Regions from separate parts of the Mus musculus genome. Here region 1 is linked to region 2. The links are chromatin contacts, called in public promoter capture Hi-C maps. All regions are on one chromosome and are shown on one strand. The core of a region is the stretch at or near the end of the contact, and the rest is flanking DNA. Distances in the headings are between cores, read along the strand shown.

What was found. Promoter capture Hi-C pulls out the DNA fragments that hold promoters and counts their contacts.
Region 1: a contact with region 2 is called in a promoter capture Hi-C map of trophoblast stem cells, with 6 times the contacts expected there. The contact joins the promoter of Fmod here to the enhancer-like site in region 2. A contact is called at or near these places in 6 of 39 promoter capture datasets (the C10 cell line, the HPC-7 cell line, hippocampal neurons and 3 more) and 4 of 115 datasets of contacts at active chromatin or transcription factors (craniofacial prominence, embryonic hindbrain and embryonic stem cells).

What each region holds. Positions count from the first base shown.
Region 1 is chr1:134,035,555-134,039,809 of GRCm38.p6, reverse strand. Fmod (fibromodulin) reads right to left here and starts at 2,556. Exons shown (of 3, transcript NM_021355.4): 1 at 2,228-2,556.
Region 2 is chr1:133,430,826-133,434,765 of GRCm38.p6, reverse strand. No RefSeq gene overlaps it. Among named protein-coding and RNA genes, the nearest start is that of Sox13, 8.6 kb to the right of the region's middle. Within about 2 kb of position 2,350, at least 8 of the 459 cell types and tissues checked have an H3K27ac peak or open chromatin away from gene starts, as enhancers often do.

The sequences.
Region 1 (4,255 bases), core at 1,307-3,806, 600 kb before region 2:
CCTCTAGTTTGGACTTGCAGGGAATTTTTTTTTCTGCAAGTCCAAGGACAAGAGTCTCCTGGTTCTTCCTGTGTCCAGGAAGCCTCCAGAAAGGACTGGGACTTCCAAAGGGAATAGTTGAGCTACTTCTTGAAGATCCTTTGGGTCTCATGGGCAGCCTGGGGATTTGTGGTCCTGAGTGTGTGGGAGGGTGTGGCTCCCCTGTGGCCACCACAAGGTCTGGGCTATTCTCCAGAGGACCATGGCCTGTGAGTCTTCTGGGCGAGAAAAATGCACTGGTTAGCAGCTTGTGGCTGAGTGTGTAGCCAGACTTCAGTCTTTCCAGACTGGGAACCCAGTATGGCTCTAATGATTGTCTTCTGGGCTGACTGTACTGTGTCTGGCCTGGTCTGCGTCTCTCTTCTGTGGTCCTGAAGACTGAAGGACTTCACCCTCCTCTCACCCACCATGGGGATGGCAGGAGCCATGTGAGAGGCGATTGAAATGAATTAGGGACACTGAGAACTGGAATAGAAATGGAAGGGATGGAGGGAATCCAGAAGGGGCATTTACTCCTCCTTTTTGAGACAGGGTCTCCCTACACAGCTTTGGCTCTCCTGGAACTCACTAAATAGACCAGGCTGGCTTCGAACTCCCAGAGCTCCACCTGTCTTTGCCTCTTGAGCGCTGGAGTTAAAGGCATGCACCACATACGAGGTGTACCTTCTTCTCTTCTAAGCTACCTCCTTCAAGTGATGTCACTTGGCTTTCCAGGCTCAGTTAGCACCCACGCTGCTGAGGAGTCTGTTGCATTAGAGCTTGCTAGCAAGACAAGCAAGGCATGCTGGGGCCTCCAGGAGGGAACCTGCAGGTGTAGATAGATGGTGGGGAGCCAGGGGTGTCGTGTTTGACCTGGTTGCTATGGCCAGAGCACTGCATAGTCCCCGGGAAGAGGGGGACCTCCCAGGTCACAACTATTAAGACAGAATATTTAGAATCTTTCCTGGTGCTCTCACCGCCGGGCTGTGCTGGGATTGACAGCTGTGGACAGGACAGTCCTATGAATTGATGAGAAGAGACCCAGCTATGACAGTCCAACTACTCCGTTTCTGAGCAGCATCTCTGTCATGCCCTTCTGTTCCCTGAAACAGTTCCCTTATGACTTTTCATCCCACAACTCCCCGGATGGCTCAGGACAGGCACTCTGGCTCATCCCTGGGCAGCCACAGTCCCTGAACAAAGAGCACCAGTGTTTCTGAGGAGCAGACTCAACTGCCCAGTGCCTAAGATGCTGACTGGTTCCTGATTTGGGCCAGGAGAGAAGACGGATGGAACGGCCCATTGCCAAGAGAGCATTTTTCCATGCACAGCCCTGGGCTGCTGCAGGACTGACCAAGGTGGCTTTTTAGAGAAGACTGACACACTAAGCCTCTGTCCATTTTGTCCCTCTTCCAGACTAGGCACTTTGGCAGAAGGGGACTACCTTCCTCTTCAAGGTTCAGCTTTCCATGGGGCTCCATGCCCAGCCACAGTGGCCTCCCTTCAGAGTATGACTGCTGGAAGGGCTTAGGAGGAGTGCAGGCCCGTCCTTTCCCCACCTGATCTAGAATGTGACTTCAGGGCTGCACACCCTTAAACTGTTTCTTGTCATGCTAGAGACCCTCTATTCAGTGTGAAGTTTCCAGAAGTGATTCTCTCAGACTTGGAGATCCCGACTCGGGAGCTACAAATGTACCATTTTGTTTCTTCAGTCTGGGGAAACTCTATCAGAGGTGAGGTCAAACTAAAAAACCATATTCTATCCACCACTCCGTCCATGACTCCTTGGATCAATTCTTTATTCTCTCCTCTTAACTCCAGCAACACATGTTACATACACAAAGCTTGCCCTCTAACATTTGGGCACAATGCCCCTCTCTAAGAGATCTCTGGGACATCCAGAGACTATTCTCCAAAGTGCCCCAAGTCCTAGCATGTTGAGACTCATAGGTAGCAACCAGGAGACTTTGCAATTTTCTTCATGTTTTTATGTCAGTGAAAGAGAGGCCCCCAATACCCACAGGGAGCTGTAGGAGACAGGGAACATGCAGCCCCTGCCGTTGCATCTCTTCAGCATCCCTGGGAGGCATGGACCAGTTGGGATTAATAACCCATCTCTGCCCACTCTTCTCCCAGCCTTGTCCTTCCCCCTTGTTTCTCTTTATAGAATTGCAAGGGAGCAAACCTAAAGAAATAGGGCTGCACTTACCTTGGGTTGAACTGTTCAGAGTGACCACGTCCTTCTGTCTGGTCTCCTTGGGTTGGAGAATGTGGCAGAGAGGGAAGAGAGGAGTGAGCGCCTACGGAGAGTGTGCAAGTCTGTGCCAGGCCAGGGCCCGCCCCCAAATTCCTAATCAAATATCTCAAAGAGGGGCTGAGGAGCCTAAGCTGGCTTTTTCAGTCCTGTAAGGGGCGGAGCTCACACTCAGCTCTGCAAAATTCCGTCCGACCCAGGCTGTAAAAACCACCTTCTTTCCACTGGGTTATCTTCCCTGGAGCATTGGCAGCCTGAAGTCTCTTGCTGCTGAATAAGTTAGCGATGCCCCAGAAGTTATTTCTGCAGTCTCTTGTGCGGTGCCTGGGTTTCTCATTAAACCCATAAAGTAGACACAGGAGAGGGAGGGCCAAGGTTTGGAGAAAGAACCTTTTAACTCTTTCAGCAATCTTGGTCCCCTCCGGGAGTCTGCACTTATCTTTCTTGGCTCAAGCACCCCTTGTAGCCAGATGTCAGACTAGTGAGTGGGAGAGCATGCTGGCTGCAGGAGGGCTTGGGCTGGCTCAAGTTCATGGCGACCACTGAGACCTTTCTGCCACGGGAACAAATGGAAAATCAGGGACTCTAACTATTGCTGTTATGCCTTTACGGATGTGGAATACCTAAGCCAGGGGAAGACGAAGCTAGGGGGATGGGATGGCATTAGACAGTGAAGGGCTTTTAAGAGCACAGAAAAGATTTTAGCTTAAATGTTTAAAACAGTGTTTGATAAGGGAGGCTCACTGGATCTGATTTACCCTCTGACAAGGTTTTATTTTATTTTATGTGTATGAGGAGTGTTTTGTCTGTGTACCATAGGCATGCAGTGCCCATCGGCACCAGAAGAGGGCGTCAGACCTCCTGGAACTGGAGTCAGAGAGGATTGTGAGCTGCTATGTGGGTGCTGGGAGTTGAATCTAGGTCTTCTAGAAGAGCAGCCAGTGCACTTACCTGCTGAGCTGGAGAAAGTCAAACAGGACTGTCTGGATTTTAATTCAGCCCTTAGGTGGACAATAGCACCACTACACAATGTGGAAAGAGACAGAAGACTGGAAAAATCTAAGTTATACTTTGGGTATGTAAGGATAGATGCCATTTAGAAGTTCCAGTGAAGAGGCAGACAGGCCACTGCGTCTGAAACTGAATTTGGAATTGAGGGACAAGGGGGAAAGCCCTTGAGAACCACGAGACTGTGGCTTACATTGAGTCTAGTTAGCTTAGATGAGCTCTTAACTCTTTCCTCAAATTCTGGCTCATAGCCACACTCAAGAAGCACCCTTTAATTTAAAGAAATACAAAGAGGTTAAACTCTCAGAATGTCTGAGTTTGGAAAGTTTAGAAGTGTCTGGGCAGATGGGACTTTGGGTCAAGTTGTTGTTAGTGCAAGGCTGCCAGGAAGGGGCGTGTCCCCCTACTCTAAAGGCTCTGCTTTATAGGGGCTGGAGAGATGGCCCAGCAGTTAAGAGAACATGTGTGCTCTCCCAGAGGTCCTGAGTTCAATTCCCAGCAACCACATGGAGGCTCATGACCATCTATAATGGGATCTGATGACCTCTTCTGGTGTGTCTGAAGATAGTGACAGTGTACTCACATACATAAATAAGTAAGTCTTTTTTTTTTTTAAGTCTGTTTTGCATTTGTCTTCTCTTTTAATGAGCACTGTGCCATTTTACGCTGGAAAGAGGACTCCTGATGCAGAGTGACTGTCAGGGAAGAGGCACAAAGAGTACGGGTGTGGAGTTCAGTCTACACGACTTCACAGCACACAGTTTTCTTAAACTCAGGGCCGGGGCAGGTCGGCAGGGTGGAGGGGTGAAGGGCATTCTGTTCTCAGGGCTGGGCTCATGTATGGTGACACTCAAATAATCATAGCTGTCTGCTGTGCTGAAGCCAGGGCGTGGAGGGATAAGAGGATGCTGAGGGACAGGGCTTCCTGTCCAGACATATATTTTATTTACATTTAGTAAAGAGCAGCATCCACCC
Region 2 (3,940 bases), core at 1,101-3,600:
TGCACAAATCTCTCCTCTCAAGACTTGGCCAGTCCTAGCCTTGCTCCCTTTAGGATCTCCCTGGTCTCCCTGGCAGAAACCCAAAGTGGTGCGAAAAGGGAGGGACGGAAAGAAAAGTGAAAGGATCAGCCTCTCTGGATGGCCCCTACTCCTCCTCCTCCTCCTCCCTTGCCACCCCCTCGTTGTCATGGAGACCGGAACAAAGCCTCTCTTTCCCCTCTTTTCTGGATTGTTAATTGTCTTTACTCCATGGTGCCTTTGTTAATTGTTGCCCGTCCCTCCCAGTATGAGGATCTAGGCTTCCTCTATACAGGAAAGAGGGGTTTTTAAAAAGTTAGGTGATGGGGGTGGGGCACTCTAAGCTTGGCTGGTGTGGCAGTGAAGGGCCCCTGAAGCAGACAGAGGCAGCTTTCCCTACAGTGCTCAGGATTCTGGGAGCAGAAGGCTTTTTTCACCGCCCGCCTTTTACCTCCCCCTCCCCCTCCCTCCTCCTTCGGATCAGCCGCCTTCTCAGGTGGGAGGAAGAGGTGGAAGAGGAGAAAGGAGAAATGCAATCCACCATGACCAGCATGCAAGTGGGCGTTTCTGGGTGCCCTCTCGGAGGCAGGAAAACATATACAGCCTGCTTGTTACCCCAGCATGACATTTGGATGTAAGTGGCTGGAGAGATGGCACCTTCATTAAGAGCATTTGCGGCTCTTGCAGGGGACCCAAGTTCAATTCCCAACACTTATGCTCACAAACATTTGTAAGACTAGTTCCAGGGAATCTGACCCCCTTTTCTGACACCTCTGTGCGCTCCAGGCATCCACGTGGGGTACACATATGCAGGCAAAATTAAACACATACATACACATAAACAATAAGTGTGATGTAAAAATGTACAGAGTTGTGTTTCGGTGGTGGGAGGCAGATGGGGGCGGGGGGAAGAGGGAGAGGGAGAGACAGAGAGAGAACAAACGAGAACACATGTACAGGTCACAGTCCAGGCCCTAAGAATGACCAACCCTCAGTTCTTCATAGCTTCATAGCGACTAAGATATGAAGGATAGGGTGGACGTTTTTTAGAAGTGGTGTGTGTGTGTGTGTGTGTGTGTGTGTGTGTGTGTGTAATGTGTTAGGGGGTGGTATGTGTTGGGTCGTCCCATTGGAAGACAGAGATGACTGTCACATGGAAAGCAGAGAGCTGTTTGTTTTTCTAGGGTCCAGGATAGGATGTGGGTGTTAGGAACACTCCAGGGCTGATTAATATGGTTCAAATCCTGTACTGATTTATTCAATGTGGCCTGTTTTGCTCACCATACCTGTACTAATCACTGCAACATCAAGTTTTGCAAAAAGAGTTTATTTGTGAGCGGCCACACAGGAGGTAGGAGCTTCCAAGTTTCCAGTATGCCTCCCCAAGGAGAGTTGGGGCATTTCCGTGGTCTGAAGCATGGAGAAATGTGACAGGTATGGTGCCCTTAGCAAGCATGCCTTTAATCCCAGCACTTAGGAGGCAGAGGCAGGCAGATTTCTGAGTTCAAGGCCAGCCTGGTCTACAAAGTGAGTTCCAGGACAGCCAGGGCTATACAGAGAAACCCTGTCTCGAAAAATAAAAAATAAAAGAAAGAAAGAAAGAAAGAGAGAAAGAAAGAAAGAAAGAAAGAAAGAAAGAAAGAAAGAAAGAAAGAAAAGAGAAAAAAAGAAAGAAAAGAAAAGAAAAGAAAAGAAAAGAAAAGAAAAGAAAAAGAAATCCTGATCTCCTGAGGTCAAAAGGTCACCAGCACAGGCCCAAGGGAAGGGAGGCAGGGGTGCCAATCCTTGTAAAACAAGACAACAGAGCATCTGTAATTCTCACCTCCAGGAGAGTATTTGTTTGGTCAGTATTAACAAGACCTGATATCATCAGATAAGCCCCTCTAGGTGGGCCTGCCCAATCTAACCCAACCTGCTTGGTGGCTCCCTCTGAGCTTAGACAGCAGAGGACCAGACAGGTGCTGGAAGCCGGCAGGGCAAAAGCAGACAAAAATCCCATCCTTCCTCCCCTTCCTGCTCCTCCCTTCGCTTTCTGTTTCAGCACTTTCTCAGGAAACTGCCCCTGACTAAGAAAAGCCATTCAGACTTTCTCTGCATTTAACCCTTTCATGCCTTCCAGCAGAGCTATTGGCTTGTGACATCACTAACCTCAGAAGTTAAAGAGAACATCCATCAGGAGCCTTGAATGCCTGGGTGGTGCAACTGCACCATTTTAGGAGCTAGCTGCATGCAAAGCACATTGGAGATTGGAGTGGTGGTCCACTCCGTAATCCCAGGATTTGGGAGGTGGAGGCTGGAGTGTTCACAATGGTCAGTAGGCTCTGGATTGGGTGTTTCCAGTATCTTGGCATCTTATTCAAATGATTGAAATAAAGCTGAGTGCTTGCTTTGGCAGCACATACAGTAAAACTGGAATGGAAAAAAAAAGGCAAACACAGATTGCAAAGTATTAAGGAAACAATTGAAAAGCAAAAAGATAGTACAGACAGCTAAACTATGGCAGTCACTCAAAGTAAGAGACCACTCTATGGCTTGAAGTTACTACCTAGGGCTTCTTTTACGGGCCTCTTAGAGAAGGAGAGACTTAGTTGTTAAGGAGCATAGTTGGGTAGACTTCTTTATGACTGATAGCAAATGCCTGTTGCCAAAATGCATCTTTTGCTATTATAATAAGAACAGGAGATTCTTCCTAAAAGTTCCCTAAAAGTTCACAGTTTGCCTTGTGCATACATCTAAAACCAGTTCAGGCCAGATCAGCCAGCCCCTTACTACTGATATATTGAAATAGAAACTATACTAAAGTGAGGAGACAGCCTGCCTCGATTTTAGGCTTGAAAGCCATCTTATAGTAAAGACAAACTAGGTTCCCTCTTATTTATGATTAAAGATGTTTCTCAAGAATTGGGTTATGCCCCACCTATAACCTTAACTACAAATGACTCTGTACTGCCTGTTCCAGGACACGGCAACCATGACTTTGTTTCAAAAGGTTGTTATGAGCATCTACCTTTGTTTCAAGAAGTTATTATAGTCACCTGTTGTTATGACTACCTTGTTGTGACCACCCTGTTGTTCTGATACTGTAACCCCACCTATTTTGCCTGCCAAATCCCCCTTTTAGAACCCCTATCTCTGAGCTATAAAACCTTGTTTCCTTACACACAGTGCTGAACCCCACCTTAGGAGAGACAGCACATATACACATATAAAAAGCTTGTTTTAATTAATTTAGCCATGATGATTTGGGTCAGTGGTCTTTCTCCTTGCATCTTTGAGATTAACATTAGAAGACTCCTAAGTGGTTGTCAGGAACAGAGAGACATGTTCAAAGTGCTGCTCAATGCAGGTTGTTAAATATATTGTCAGGAAAGGGCATGTGTACATAGTACACGCAGGTGGAGATCCAAGGTTACCAAGTGAATTGTTAACCAAATGGAGTTCTAGGTTATTAAACCATGCCCTGTACTTCTCCGTCTTAGGAAGATCAGGAGTTCAAGGCCATTTTTAGCTACATAGAGAATTTGAGGCCAGTCTGAGCCATAAGAAACCCTGTTTCAAAAACAAAACTAAATAAACCAAATATACAAACACATTAGAAAAGGGCTTAATGCATGATTCACACCTTTAATTCTAACTCTTGAGAGGCTGAGGCAGAAGGATTGCCTCTAGTGTGAGACTAACCAGGGCTACACAGTAAGTTACAGACCAATCTAAACTATAGTAAGACACATTGTCTCAGAATTCTAAACCAAATGAGCAAAACAAAAACAAAACCAAACAAACAAAAAAACCTAAACCACAGCAGAGAGGTGCTCCCTGATGCCAACTTAAATCAACCCTTGAGTAATTATTATTTTTTAAAAGAGTTGTTCTGTTTTATTTATGTGTGCATATGCAGGTGCCCACAGAGGACAGAAGAGGA